Linked DNA regions of Mus musculus: all the other regions are linked to region 2. A link is a contact called in public promoter capture Hi-C data. All regions are on one chromosome and are shown on one strand. Each heading gives the region's core, a stretch centred on a gene start, on an enhancer-like site or on the middle of the called end of the contact. The rest is flanking DNA. Distances are from core to core; before and after follow the strand shown.

Region 1 (4,987 bases), core at 245-2,744, 240 kb before region 2:
ATTTGAACTCTGGACCTTCGGAAGAGCAGTCGGGTGCTCTTACCCACTGAGCCATCTCACCAGCCCTAAATCTCTGATCTTAAAAGATTACTTTTTAACAGAAAGCATTGCTTTGAACTGACTCAATGGTTAAAGGCACATGCCATCAAGCCTGGCCACCAATTGGTAGCTACTATGCAGAGTAATGCTTTCAGCTACTCCTTTAATGTGCATAAGATCAGGTTTTCCTCAGTCCACAGAGTGACCTGGGCCCCTGATCCTTGTAAACAGAGCCTCTCAAGGTGAGACCCCAAGACCAGCAGCACCTGAGAACTGTTAGAAATGCAAATTATTGGGCCCCACCCCAAATCTATTGATATAGACAACTGAGGACGGGGTTCAGGCATCAGGACTACCTGGGCTGATTCTAAACTATGTTTATCTCCTGGAAACACTTGGAGAACTTAGTCGATTACCAATGCCAGAGCCCCACTCTCAGAGAATCTGACTTACATACCCTGGGTGCTGCAATCCCTGCAAGATCTTAAGTGCTCTGCAATTGACTCTAAGCTGCAGTGATTGGACTTCACTTGGACCTTGAGTTCAAGGTTGAATGCAAGGAAGTTAGGAAGCTAGGGATGTCCCAGGGGGAAAGTACAGAGAGATTTAAAGGCTAGGAAACACCCAACTCCCCATCCCATCCCCGTGCCCCAGTGCTGTGAATCTAACTCAAGGCCTCCCACAGGCTACTCAAGGCCTGAGTTACATCCCAGCCAGAGATTCATTCTTGCAACAGCTCATTTCCAGTTATCTTCCATAGGGCACAGTGGAAGTTACATCTTGATAAATCCATCTTAAGGTCAAACAATCACAAGCCTAATTCTCATAAACCTGAGACAGTCTATGTGTGTATACACACTCACAAGAATTAGCTTGCATGATCACCAAGGGTCAGGATCTGCAAGGTGAGGGCCAGGGAGATGGCTCAGCATGCAAGACTAATGACCTGAGTATAATCTTAGAATCCTTATAAAGATGGAAGCAGAGAACCGCTCCACACAGCTGTCCTCAAACTTCCACATGCATGCTGTAGCATGCACACCTGCACCAAAAAAAACAAAAAACAAAAAAAAAAAAAAAACCGCACAATAATGATAAATAATAAAAGATCTGTATGGGGAGTTGGAGGCCCAAGAAAAAAAGATGTTCAGAGAGAAAAAAAAAAAGAAGAAAAAAAAAATCCCAGTCCAAAGGTAGCCAGGCAAGTAAAGTCGTCTGTTAGTCTCTTTGTTCAGTTTAGGTAGAAGGATATGATTTACTACGTAGACCAGTTTCAATGCTAATAATATCTAGAAACATACCTCAAATAACGGCTGAACAAATATTTAGGCATTCCATGGCCCAGTCAAGCTGACACATAAAATTAATCATCACAGGGAGTATGGCCTTGGATTGGTGGACCAGGGTTTCCCAAACGCTGTGCATGAGGATCTAGGCCAGTGAAATTCTCTACCGAAAAGGCCTCTGTGAAAGCACAAGTCTTGAGGAAGGCTGTGTAATAAGGCACATTAACATATCAAAGCTATGAATCATCCCTCGGGAAAGAAGTGACTCACAACTTTCTCAGCGTTAGCGTTTGATCCCAGCATCTGTTTTTTACTTAACACCTATTCATTTCCCACGGAACTAAAGTGTTGCACAGCACATATTGGGAAATGCTATGCCAAGCCATGAGAAGATAACACAGACTTGGAACGTGGGTTGGAGCATGATGTTTTAGAGGAATCTGACGGTAGTCTACGGTGATATTAAAGAGTCTAGATACAAAGAGCCCAGCCGTATCTGAAGTGATAGAGGCTGTTCTTAAGTGGGAAGGGGGGAGAAAAGGAATATGATGAGATATGTAATGGAAAAGTATTTGAATATATAGTTCATAAAGAGAAAAGAATAATAGAAAATCCCAAACTTTGGAGCCTATGAAATGAAAGAATAAATAGCCACAGATGGGGGTGGGGAAGGAAAGAAAATCTGGTTTGGGGACAAAGGCATGGCATATTAGGCTAGGGGTGTAGCTTAGTGGTGGAGTATGTGCCTATCTGAGGGAGGCCCTGAATTTGACCCCAACATCCCCAACATACATGCACAGCTGCACACATGCACACATACAAGATATGTTCAATTTTTGATGTGCAGTTTTAGGGTCACAGTAGACAGGGGGCTATAAGAAATGCAGCAGTTATCTGAATTCTGAGATTTTGTCTGTAAGACATTGAAATGATTCACCAGCTTAGGACTCATCAGCACAGAGTCAGAAACTAAGTCACCTTTACCCTCTTTCCTTCAACCAGAACAATCCCTTCTCTTTTGAAAAGGCCATGCTTTTTAAGCCAGTCTCGGGGCCTCTTGTGAATTGTACAAAGAAGCTTTCTAATACATCCCTGTGTACTGTGGCAGTAGGAAGCACTACCCTTCAATGAAGGAAGCCTCCGGCTCCATGTATGCAGCCCATGTTGATTGTGGACAGAAACATTAACTCTTCCTGTTGCGTGTAAAAACAGAACATTCACTTCGGGAAACCTCAAAGCTCTGGGTACCTAAAACCATCAGCTTTCAGATGGACTTTATAAACTAAAACAAAGCCTTGCCACCTTCTCAATGGACTAATAAGGACATGCAGGGCGTCACTCTCAATCAGTTCAGTGAGTCCTCCCCGTGTGCCTTCTGTGTGCATGGCCATAGTGGTCCAAGGCCTTTCCCCTCCTCCATTCTGCTCTGTCTGAATCCGAGCTGTGCCCTGCTTCCCCACCAGCTGTCTGAATTCTGATCAACTTGTTTAATTACTTTGGGCCTTGGCTTCCTTATTTATGAAAATGTCTTTTTTATTATTTATGTATGCATTTCTGCAACAAATGCTCCTGAGCTCCTACCTCGAGCCCCTACTTATGCTAGGCAGGGTGACCTCTCACAGTGGCAAAAGATAATCCCTGTAGCCATGGAGATTAAATCTCACTTAATTCGGTGGGGCAGTGCTGGTGCACACCTTTACTGTTAGCACTCAGGAGGCAAAAGCAGGGACATCTCTGATAGTTAGAAGCCTATCTGGTCTACAGAGCAAATTCCGGGGGAGCCAGGGCTACACAGAGAAATCTTATCTCAAAAGACAAAACAAAACAAAACAAAATACCTTCCCCCCTAAAAAATAATAGCTCACTGGATTCTCTTTTTTTTTTTTTTTTTTTTTTTTTTGGTTTTTTCAAGACAGGGTTTCTCTGTATAGCCCTGGCTGTCCTGGAGCTCACTTTGTAGACCAGGCTGGCCTCGAACTCAGAAATCCGCCTGCCTCTGCCTCCCGAGTGCTGGGATTAAAGGCGTGCACCACCACACCCGGCTAGTTCACTGGATTCTTAAGAAGAAGAAGAGATACTTTGTACAAATTATAAGGCAGGATCCCAGCACTCGGGAGGCAGAGGCAGGCGGATTTCTGAGTTCGAGGCCAGCCTGGTCTACAAAGTGAGCTCCAGGACAGCCAGGGCTATACAGAGAAACCCTGTCTCGAAAAACCAAAAAGACCAAAAAAAAAAAAAAAAAAATTATAAAGCACGATGTTTCATGTGTAGAAGGCACTCAATAAATGCTGTTTTCCTTATTTTTGATAAATCAAAGCACAGAGATCCAAGTGTTTGTGGAAGCCAACATGAGCCTGAGAAGCAGTAAAACTGTGCGGACAAACATGTGTAGTGGCCACGTCCTCACCAAAGGACAATAGGCCACTCAACACCAGCCCACTGTCACAGGAACAGACATGGATCTAGGATTTTTTTCAATTTTAAAGAAAAGCAGGGGAGGGGGAAATCCCTATTTTAGATGTTTCAAGCCTAGTGTGGGCCAAATACAATCTCTCTGATTTGCAGCTGACCCAGAGAAGACGGTGTCCTCAAGGAACTCTGGGTTTTCATTCTCTCGGAGACATTATGTTGAAAAGGTAATGGACCCTTGAGTGAAATCCTATTTCACTCCAGCTCAGTCTCAATCAATCAGCCTAAGTCTCTTCACGCTCCACTGAAACAGGAACCTGGAGTGACAGGGTCATTATCACCAGAGGAAAGGGAAATCTCACCACGGGTCATCAGCTTGCATTGTGTAAATGACTATAAGGGATAGATGGGAGCAAACAATGGAAGGGGGCACAGCAGAGAGCAGCAAAGCACAAGCAGGTCAAGAATCCAATCATGCTGATTGGATTTGAAGGAATCCACTGAGAGACAGCCACATATATAGCCAAGCACTCAGGTGGTGCCTGTAAGGTGGTCCTCCACCAGGGTGACACTCATTGCTTTCATCATCTCTTTCCACTTTATGGATTTAATATCTGGTTCCATCCTTTAAAAGAGCTCATGATTCCCCTCTGTCCTCGCTTCCTCCTCCTGCTTCAGAGCAGGGCAGATGGAAATTCCATAATAAACAACGGCAGATGTGAGAAGACAGGGATATTTGTGTTGCTTCAGTGTGGAGCCCTAAATGAAGCTAACTTAACAGACAAGAATGTAGCAGCCTCATCCCTTCTAGAAGCATCTAAGCATTCCTAATGCTTTCATTTGGCTTCATAGAAACCCAGTAAGTATACTTCTGTGCTCGTACAACCTGCTTCAAAGTTTTCTTTGTATTTAGCCCACGTAAGATTAACTGGATATTCTATAAGACCATGTCAGCTTGTAGACCCTAGCGTCATTCACCTCTCCCAGATTCTATCAAGTGACTCGAGATAGTACATGTTTCTCATATACTGGGAGAGTATGGGACAATAACACTGGCACCCATTCCTTGGCATGCATGAGACACATGAGTCCTATAAAAGAGGTGCTGAACTCAGTTCATGATTGGAAGGTGACCGTATGTGACCGTAGGTGATAGATTGAGAAATTCTTCAAAAAGAAAAAGTCTAGGCTGTCAGAAGCATCAAAGGGACCACCATGAATGAAAAAGTTTTGCAAATGAATGTCTCATTCAG
Region 2 (4,950 bases), core at 2,328-4,827:
GCAATTACAGGTGCCGTGTTCCCTTCCCCCCAGGGAAGTGCTCTCTAGTTGGCATGCACCACCCTCTCTGCACAGCCCCGAACGCTGATAGGCAGTTGTGTCCTAAGAGAGCAGAGGCTGTCCCTAGCAAGGGAAAACGGCTCTGCAGAACTAGGTCAGACCCCTCCATGGAATTGAGATTGAGAGTGGGCTGCTCCACAGTGCCTGGTCTAGCCCTCTCATGTAGATTCTTGGCAGCGTGTATGTATTTCCTGACTCCCACCCAGTGAGCCTCTTATTTAAAAAAAAAAAATACACTGTGTACATTATTCATCAGAAGACAGTGTAGTGCTGGGCATGGTGGTACGTATGTACATGCCCACCACTAAGGAGGCAGAAGCAGAAAGAACACGGGTTTCAGACTAACCTAGGCTAATATAGGAAGACTAAAAAAGACAAAGGAGGCAGCAAATGGCTCAGTGGATAAAGATGGTTGTTGCCAAGCCTGACGACCTGAGTTTGATCCCCTGAACCCATGCAGAGATAGGGGAGAACTGATCCCCAAAACTTTTCCTCTGACCTTCACACGCAAGCCATAGAGGAGTGTCACATGTAATGTAGTATTATAGCAATTAAATTGTTAATGTGTATTGGGTGTTTTGCCTGCATGCATGGCTGTGCACCATTTCTGTGCAATGCCACAAGTATGCAAGGAGGCCAGAAGATAATCCGCTTCCCCTGAGCCACCTGAGAACTGCAGTTAGAGATCTGGGTGCAGAAAATTGAACCCTGATCCTCTGTAAGAGCAGCTAGTGCTCTTAACCAGTGCTCTTCAACCCCAGGGGTGTATGTGTTTGTCTGTGTGTGTGTGTGTGTGTGTCTCTCTCACACACACACACAGTTAAACACTGATGACAAGAGAGAGAGCATGCAGTAAACAGCAGTAAGGGCGAGTGAGAGGGTGATGAGAAGATCGGTATTTGTGTTGGTCTCCATGTGTGGTGCAGATCAAGGAATGTCTCTTACATGACTGTTTAGAAACAATATCCACCCTGAGGCCCCGCCCCGGAACTGAGGAGCCACTGGCATGTGGTTGCTTGAGAGCACCTGCTGAAGACTTTTTTTTTTTTTTTTTTTTGGTTTTTTCGAGACAGGGTTTCTCTGTGTAGGCTGTCCTGGAACTCACTTTGTAGACCAGGCTAGCCTCGAACTCAGAAATCCGCCTGCCTCTGCCTCCCGAGTGCTGGGATTAAAGGCGTGCACCAAGACTTTCTTCCTCACTCCCAGAGCACCGTGTGAGGGAGGGGATGGGGAGATAGATGCAAGGAGATCTCCTGGAACTGAGGAAGGCGGCTCGGGAGTATTTAGGGTTTAGGCCTAGAGCTAAAGATCAAGCGCTATGTAGAACTGCTGCCCAGAAAATCATGCTTGGCACCGTCTGTCGGTTTGAGATAGGGTCTCATACTCAGGCTGGCGGAGCTGGGGTTGGTCTTGAATTTTACTGAGCCTCCTTCCTGGCCTTCTAAGTGCTGGAATTACAAGGCATACCATCATACCTGGCAGCACTCCTGTTAGATTTTTGCTACTAGAACAGAACCCCACATCTCTTCAATGCAAAGCATGTGCTCTACCACTGACCCACACCCTAGCTGGCAGTCGTGTTTGTTTTGATACTTTTGATACTCGGTATGTAGCCAAAACTGGCCTCAAACTCGTGTTCCTCTTGCGTCCTGAGTGAGTGCTGAGGTTACGGGCCAATGTCACCATGCACAGACAGTGGTTTGTTTTTGATAGTATTTAAATGTCCATTCCTGGTCATATTTATTTCTCGATCCCTTTTCTGTTTTGCCCAACAGAGTTGGGACCTGGTGCAACAAACACAGAACTACCTGAAACTGCTGCTTTTCATCATGAACAGAGATGGTAAGTCTCTCCTGGTGTCCCAAGCCTGCGAAGTGCTGGCTGGGAAGGGGGATCCTCTCTGTGAACCCCCCAAAGAGACTTTTTGGGCTGGCTTCTACCTGGAGTATGCCAAGAGCTTAAAAACACATTTGCTGCACAAGCTCAGTGAATTGGGTACTATGCTCAGGACCATGGAGGGAGAGGAGAGCAAAGTCCCATATGCAGTTCTCTGACCTGTGCACTCTTATGTGCACATACATGGTTATAATACAATTAAAAAGAGAACTTCAGCTAAGATGCTAGAAGTCAAGACAGATGTTCCCACCCACTCATTTCTAAGATGAGATTGGGGAATAAAATAACTTTGGACAGGAACCTGGGGAAGAGGGACACTAAGCTGGCCTGCACCAGGCTGGAGGCCTGGGGTTTTCAGCAGAACCCTATCTGGTTCTCTCACTTGGTGCTCCTGTTCCACAATAGATGACAGCGGGCTGCTGGTACACTGTATCTCAGGCTGGGACCGGACCCCCCTCTTCATCTCTCTTCTGCGCCTTTCCTTGTGGGCTGTGAGTATGAATGAGCTGGAGCGGGGAATATGCAGAGACCCTATTAGGTCTCCAATTGTCACGTTTAACACTGTTCTTGGTTGGGGGCTGGGGTAGGATAAGGGTGGTCCTGTCACCCAGTCTATGTTTTGGTTTGCTCCTGGAGCAAGGAGGCCCGCACTAGGAAGGCAGCTTTCTGAGCTTGCCACCCTTTGTCTCCCCCAGGATGGGCTAATTCACACATCCCTGAAGCCTGCTGAGATCCTCTACCTGACTGTGGCCTATGACTGGTTCCTCTTTGGGTAAGTCTTCAAGGAGGTGTGTGTGCATGGTGTATTAGCTTTTCTTATGAGGAACAGAGATAAGAAAACAGCTGGAGGAAAAAAGTTGGCTCTCTTTGGAAAGGATCAAAGATGTTGGCAGGCTTCATGTGATGCATTGGTGCCAAAGACTTGGTCTGTCTGTGGGTCACACGGCTCCTCAGCGCTGGGTTGTGCTTTGACCTTCTCACTCTTCTTTTTCAGACACATGTTGGTAGATCGGCTCAGCAAAGGGGAGGAGGTAAGGACCTCCGCACAGACATGGACTACACCTTAACACACAAGGCATTCATTCTGGTTGCCATGCTGGGAAGGCAGTTTCTCCACCCAGGATGCTTGGATGAGCTTACCATCCTCTTCCCTCAGGCAGTGTGGTGGGAAAGGCAAGAGCACAGACCGTGTGTGGGCCTCGGGCTCCCTTTGTACCACAGAGGGAGTTCTGGCCACAGTGGCTGTGACCATTTCAGGCTCCTCATCTTCCCTCTGCACTTGGCTCTGGAGCCAGTGTTCAAGTTGCTTTCCATGGCTCCATGCTCAAAGCTGAAACATGGAGTGCTTCTGTCCTCCATCCTGCCACTCAGAGTCCCTTCCCTTCTCCACGGTGGTCTGCACACCCAGGGTTCTGCCCACTTGTAGGCTGCCTCCAGGTCCTCCTTGTCCTTTCTTTTCAGTGTAGTCAGATTCCTCTTGCCATTTCTGTCTTGCCTCCTCTATCTTCTTTACCTGCTTGTAGTTCCCCCAGCATCAGATCTTAAGTTTGGCTTGAGTGTGTCTCGACTGGTCCTGCTCGTTGCCTAGGTGACCTTGAGCTTCACCTTGAGTCTCCTGGTTTCTCCCTGAGCTATACAGATGCATATCATGACAGTATTGGTTCTGTCTCCACCCACCCCTAGTGTCCAGAAGCATCCTTCTCTCCCTCCTGCTTCTGAGCTTGCTTTCTTCTTAGGCGTCTTATCTCCAGCTTTTCTTTTGTTGCTTCTGCCCAGCTGCTCATCTCCCTTCCAAATCTCTCTGAGCACTTACGCGTCTGCAGAGCTCATAAGCCTGCTCCTCAGAGGCCCCATGAACTCTGCCAGAGGCAGAGCCTTTGGCATTGAAATCTGGGCAGAAGGACTCTTTGTAGCCTCTTTGGAGATTTTGCTGGTGCTTTAGGACATTCTGTCCTCTACTCCATCTCCCTCCCCCGCCCACCAGAGCAAGCCAGATGCTCCCTTCAGAGAATAAGGGCAAAAATGAGACTGCGAAGACTGGGCTCTGAGTCCCACCCTGCAAGTCCCTCAGTGTATGCATAGGTCTTGCTACCTCTCCAGACTGCAGACACCTCTGTAATATAGCAAGCTAAAAACAGCTGCTAAGTGCCTCTTTACCCTGTCTTCTATCTTTGAGGTTCCCAGGGTACATTAGCACATTAAAAAGCTCTGGTGTCTGATGAAAACACCTGTGTCATTTTATATAATGCAGCATTTCCTACTGACCAGATCTGAGCAACCCTCTGCCTTTTTTTTTTTTTTTCCTCTTTTTTTTTTTTTTTAAAATGGAATCTTACAGGGCCCTGTGGGAATGTATGGGTGTTTCCCTGAGTCTCATGGGTTACACCTTTTGGGATCACTGGTTGATATATAGCCTGTTGTGTTGTGCAGGTTAAATAAACCAAAGCCTCTGGTATGTTTCTAGAGGCCACTGGACTAGGTCACTGGCTGGGATTTGCTCCTGGGAATGGGTTTGCTGCCAGTCAGTCTCTTGCCTGTATCCACTTCACAGTGAAGACCTGGGCCTCACAGTTTCAGCCAGAGCATGGCTGCCCTACCCCAGCTCTGATCCTGTATCTGGTGCACCCCTCCCTATGGAATGCCTTTCCTCTTCTGTCCTGCCTTATCCACTAATCCCCTTGCCCAAGATACTCTCCCTCCCAGCTGTCCCCCCTGTCAGTAGCTCTCCCTGGGCTTTAAGATGGAAGTGGGAACTGCTGTTATTTTCACTGTAAAAGCTGAGAATGTGCGTGTTGAAGATTTGAATTCTTTACCTTGGACCTCTGTGTTCTCAGAAAAGATGCACATTATATCTTCCCTACCCCCAGCTTATGGGCACCTGCCTAAAACCCTGCTGAGCCCTCTGTATCACCCACATCAGTCATAAATCAGATCTAGCAGGGTTCACAAAGAAGGTCATTCCCCAAAAGAGGCATTAACCTGAGAGCCAGTGGC
Region 3 (4,877 bases), core at 2,239-4,738, 170 kb before region 2:
TGGCGATGTCTCAGTGATTAAAAGTACTTGCCTCACAAGCATGAGAGCTGGGTTTGAGTAAACCCATGCAAAACTGTACAGGTCTGTTATTCCAGCCTGTAAGAGAGTCCAGACAGGAAAGTCACCAGAATCGCCTGATAACTTCAGGTATCAGTCTTCCTCTGACCTGCATACTTGTGTGTTCACACAGAGGTTTTTAAAAACCATCTTCTAAGTCCTAAAACTATTTTTATGAAGTTGAATTTATTTAAGCCAGTACAATTATGAGGTATGCCTCCTAGTACATGTAAATAACTATCTAGGAAAGGTAAATGTACGCCTTGACCTCTATCATAGCCATTATAAGTAGGACTTTCTTTTTAATTGGTCTTAAAATTGCTTCATAGTAAGCGAAGCTTTACAGACATTTTACCAGTTCCAGAATCCCCTAGAGAGAATGTAAATTTTAAGAAACCAAAGGATAAACAAGAGTTAGAAGAAAAGGAAATTTTATCTTGGCTTGAATTGTTAAGTCACATATTTCAGATTATGCCAATCTGTTTCTCTTTCTTTCTTTTTTCTACAACTCCTGGATCTATTTCCTGTATTCACTATCTTCACAGTTAAGCCCAATTTACTATTGTGTAAATTAGGTGAGCTTCTCACCAGATCTCTGAATATTTATAAATACTCCTGTAGTATTTATCCTTTCTCTCCCTTTTACTGTTTGGTTTGTTGGTTTTTATTTTGAGACGGTCTCACTGTGTGCCCACCTTGACCTGGAACTCACAGGGATTGCCTTTCTAGGACTGAGACTAAAGGCTTTTACCACCACACCCAGCCTATATCTTTTGGGTTTTTGTTTGGGTTTTATTGTGGGGTTTTTTACTTCTTTGTCATATTTTTCCCATTTCCTCTTCCTATACTTTTTGGGTGTGGAAAGGCGGAAGCTATTTTTAGCCACATTCAAGTTATTAGTGTGGCACTTCTTTCTTTGTAGATTCTTCTAATTCTACAAGCTTCATAAATATCCTACTGCAGATTCTTCTCCATGTGTTTCTTAGAGCGGGACAGTATTCTTTCTGTTGTACCTACTTGAGACATAAATTGCCAAGCAAGTTGAGGATTCACAGAAAATATGAAGCAGGAAAAAAGAAAATAACTATTTTATATTGATACATTTAGAAGTCATCTAAAACAACCAAAAAAAAAAAAAGTCATCTGTGTAATACAATGTTTCTGGAGTCATTGAGCTAAATTGTGGGCTATATCACAAAATTTCTAGCTCCTTATGTAATCATTTTTCCTAATATCCTTTTCTCCCAAAGCAAAAAAAAGTAGTACTGCTAGTTTTTTTTCCCTTGGGATAGTTGGGTTTTGGCTAGAAATGGATAAGCATATAATTCAGATGGTACATGAGTTCTGCAGAAAGCTGATTGTATGCATTAAAAACCCACATTTTGAACTGGTGTGTGTGTGTGTGTGTGTGTGTGTGTGTGTGTGTGTGTGTAGTAAAAGGAGGAGTAAAGCCGTGGTGGAGCACGCCTTTAATTCCAGCACTTGGGAGGCGGAGACAGGCAGATTACTCAATTCAAGGCCAGCCTGGCCTACAAAGTGAGTTCCAGGACAGCCGGGGCTACACAGAAAAACCGTCTTGAAAAATCAAAAGAAAATAAAAAGGAGTAAAGCAGGACAAGCTGGGTTTGCTAGTGGATCCAGTATTCTGTAGATCTGGTAGGTTGTTCATTGATGGGAAAGTGAAACTACATATTTTTTTCTTTTTCGTTCTTTCTTTCTTTCTTTCTTTCTTTCTTTCTTTCTTTCTTTCTTTCTTTCTTTCTTTCTTGTTTTTGTTGTTGTTTTTTCAAGACACGTTTTCCCTGTGTAGCCCTGACTGTCCTGGAACTCACTTTGTAGACCAGGGTGGCCTCGAACTCAGAGATCTGCCTGCCTCTGCCTCTGGAGTGCTGGGATTAAAGGCCTGTGCCACCACGCCCTGCAAGACTTTATCATTTTAAAGTCCTCATAAGAGTTCCCACTTTGTTAAAAAAAAAAAAAAAAGTTTTTCATTAATTTATTTTTCCTCCCCTCTTCTCCTCCCAGCCCTACTCTCTCAATCCCCCCTTTTAAATTTTATAGTCATAAGAAAAACTGATTTAAGAGAAAATTCAACTCACATGCAGACGGAAAGATCCAATCATAAAATTGCAATTTTTCCCCCAACCCCTTTGCAATTTTTTTGAAGGGTTTTTGTTTTGTTTTGTTTTTTAAGACAGGGCTCACATATCCCAAATTTGCCCAAAATTTGCTATATGTAACCCAGAATAACCTGGAATTCTGATAATTCTACCTGTACCTCCAAAGTCCTAGGATTATAGATAGCCTCATAACACCATGCCAAATTTGTGCAAGGCTAAGAAAACTCAGGGCTTTGTGGTGCCAGGCAAGTACCCTACCAAATTATCTCTTTGTACAAATTTTCTCTCTTAATTCAGTTACTCATTAGCCTACTAAAGAATTTTCAGAGCTGTGCTATATGTGTTAATTTCCATTATCTAAATACAGGGTTGAACATAATGCTTTCAGTAATATATATGTGTAAGAAACCTGAATCTTGAATTGTGTCCCAGTTTAAGGATGGTGGTTTTAAAAAGAAATTTGGTTTGAGGCTTCCTGTAGTTGAAGTTCCCTAACCTAAGTCTTTAACAAGGTGAGAAACAATATTGTATATGAAAAACCCAGTACCTAAACTGAAAAGAAATTGGGCCTATGATGACAATTCTAGGGAAGATTTTTAAATTGAATGTATATTTAAGCTGGAGTCTAAGTAAATGGATTATAATCATTAACTCTAGTAAGATCTGAAGTCATGCTGCCCCTAGAAAAGGAGGCGTTGTACCTAACATTGTAAAGACACTTTGTTAATGTTTATCTTGACCTAAGCTAGAGTAGATTTTCTTTTTTCTCTCCTAGATGACATTGTTTTATGTACTGAGTTCCATGTAATTTCAGAATTCAAAATATACCTCTCTGACCCTAGATTAGTCTAAATATTTATCTTTATTTTTGTGAGTCATAATTGAGTATCAGATTTCATAACAGTTTTTATACAAGAAACTATTGTGTCCCAGGTTTTTCTTGGGAAACTGAGGAAAATTAGTATAAATTTTTACTGTAAAGGCCTTATCGTTAATATGTTTAGAGAATTCTGCTCATCAGAGTAAAAATATTTTTGGTGTTTCATTTGAAATATAATTATGAGTGGTGGAGACTTTAAACACAGTTAAAGGAAAGCAGGGAAGACAAAGGGCTCTCTAAGAAAAGGGCTTGGGATGCGTGGGGTAGGGATATTCCCTTTATTTTATCAGAGACTGAAATGGAAGAAATTTGACATTCTGGTGGCTTATGGGGAGCTGCTCAGAGATTGCTTCTTGGCTGAGTTGCTGTCTGCAAAGGCTGCTAACAATCGCTTGTCTGGCAGCAGATCTTGTTCATCAGGATTGCATCATCTCTGGGAGAGTGGCCAAGGTCCACAGCCTCAGTACAAAGACTGTCTGAAGCATACGAGGCCTGTTCTCTTTCTAAAGCTGCACTCTTCTTCCTGCCAGTCCTCTTCACAGGATTGCTAAAGCTGACTTGTGCGTTTCTTTCATTGGGTTGACTGTTTACTGGTCTCTTGTCTCCCAGCTGCTTCCGCCTCACCTGTCTGATACATTTCTTCTGAAATCTTAAAAGTCTAGAAACTACATATAAATGGTAACTCTCAAAAGAGTGCTCAGTATTGGAAGACAGGCTGGGTTTGTTAGTGGATCCGGTATTTTGTAGATCTGGTGGGTTGATAATTGATGGCAGAGTGAAACTATATTTTTACTTTGCCTCTGTCCTTCCTCTTACTTGCTGCTGCTGAATACTTGACTATTTTATTTCTTCTTTTTACTGTCACCTTCAAACCTTTTTTTTTTTCACTTCAAAATTGTGAATATACTTTTGAAAATATTTTTCTAAAGATTACTTTGTTTTCCAGATTTTTAAAAATTGGAAACATGCGCACGCCCACACCCACACACATAAATGTAAAGGGCATGCCTTCTAATGGATGGTGACTTGTGAACAGCTTTCTTCCATGTTTATGACCTGTTATTATTTTGGATATTGAGAGCTCATTTTGGTCAGTACTATATTTGACTTTGTGAAATAAAAACATGAATTTAAGAAATTCTGATCACCTACTCTTCCCTTTCTTCATTCTCTTTCCCCAAATTTAATAGGTTCTCTATTTTCCTTTCCTTTTGGGGATATAGTAAGTTGATGGAATTGACCCCAGGTAGAACCGATTCCCCCTGCCCCCAGTTTTTATAAGGAATGGAATGGGGAAAAGAAAGGAGTCATCATTTAATATGTTTTGCTAGGCCTGTATCCAAAGTAAATCTGGTATTTGATGAAAAGAGGTCTGTGCCCCATGTGGTGGTGTGTGCCAATAATAGCACTTGGGAGGGTCAGCCAAGGAGGATACAAGTTTAAGTCTGATGTGGGCTATAGCAATTGCTTAAAAACAAACAAAACAAAACAGAAATGTAAAAGTTACTGAGTTTGGAACCCCCATGGAAAGACAAGAAAAACTTGAGAATCCTGAGGGGAACAGTTTTGATAGAAGGGAAGAGAAGGGCAGTATCTCATCACCTTGGAAACCAAGGCCATTTCCTTCCCTCCCTTAGTTATTTTGTGTTAGATGTAAATGGAAAGTAACAAGTAATACAGAAATAAAATTATTAATCTGTAGTGTTCCACTTTTTGAGCACATCAATGTTTCTTCATATATTAAACTGTGTCTCAGCCTTTTCTAGGGTTTCAGAGCTACTCGCAGATAATTGGGGGACCTCAAAGGTGACTGCCCCAAA

What was found. Capture Hi-C pulls out chosen DNA fragments and counts their contacts.
Region 1: a contact with region 2 is called in a promoter capture Hi-C map of adipose tissue. The contact joins two enhancer-like sites. A contact is called at or near these places in 6 of 39 promoter capture datasets (the 3T3-L1 cell line, the C10 cell line, cranial neural crest and 3 more), 1 of 15 datasets of contacts at CTCF or cohesin (the NIH/3T3 cell line), 4 of 484 Hi-C or Micro-C datasets (the AML12 cell line, bone marrow-derived macrophages, cerebellum and 1 more), 2 of 115 datasets of contacts at active chromatin or transcription factors (bone marrow-derived macrophages and embryonic stem cells) and 2 of 9 other capture datasets (adipose tissue and pancreatic islet).
Region 3: a promoter capture Hi-C map of adipose tissue shows a contact between it and region 2. The contact joins two enhancer-like sites. A contact is called at or near these places in 8 of 39 promoter capture datasets (the C10 cell line, the HPC-7 cell line, cranial neural crest and 5 more), 1 of 15 datasets of contacts at CTCF or cohesin (the NIH/3T3 cell line), 9 of 484 Hi-C or Micro-C datasets (the AML12 cell line, CD8 T cells, LSK cells and 6 more), 1 of 115 datasets of contacts at active chromatin or transcription factors (embryonic stem cells) and 4 of 9 other capture datasets (adipose tissue, embryonic stem cells, liver and 1 more).

What each region holds. Positions count from the first base shown.
Region 1 is chr6:113,023,492-113,028,478 of GRCm38.p6, forward strand. No RefSeq gene overlaps it. Among named protein-coding and RNA genes, the nearest start is that of Gm43868, 20 kb to the right of the region's middle. Within about 2 kb of position 1,495, at least 80 of the 459 cell types and tissues checked have an H3K27ac peak or open chromatin away from gene starts, as enhancers often do. A contact at or near this core is called in adipose tissue, where this site is marked.
Region 2 is chr6:113,263,609-113,268,558 of GRCm38.p6, forward strand. It overlaps Mtmr14 (myotubularin related protein 14), which reads left to right. Exons shown (of 19, transcript NM_026849.2): 10 at 1,836-1,902; 11 at 2,362-2,447; 12 at 2,652-2,728; 13 at 2,951-2,987. Among named protein-coding and RNA genes, the nearest start is that of Cpne9, 16 kb to the right of the region's middle. Within about 2 kb of position 3,578, at least 18 of the 459 cell types and tissues checked have an H3K27ac peak or open chromatin away from gene starts, as enhancers often do. A contact at or near this core is called in adipose tissue and embryonic stem cells, where this site is marked.
Region 3 is chr6:113,096,318-113,101,194 of GRCm38.p6, forward strand. The region is part of intron 1 of Setd5 (SET domain containing 5); the gene reads left to right. Among named protein-coding and RNA genes, the nearest start is that of Setd5, 21 kb to the left of the region's middle. Within about 2 kb of position 3,489, at least 266 of the 459 cell types and tissues checked have an H3K27ac peak or open chromatin away from gene starts, as enhancers often do. A contact at or near this core is called in adipose tissue and embryonic stem cells, where this site is marked.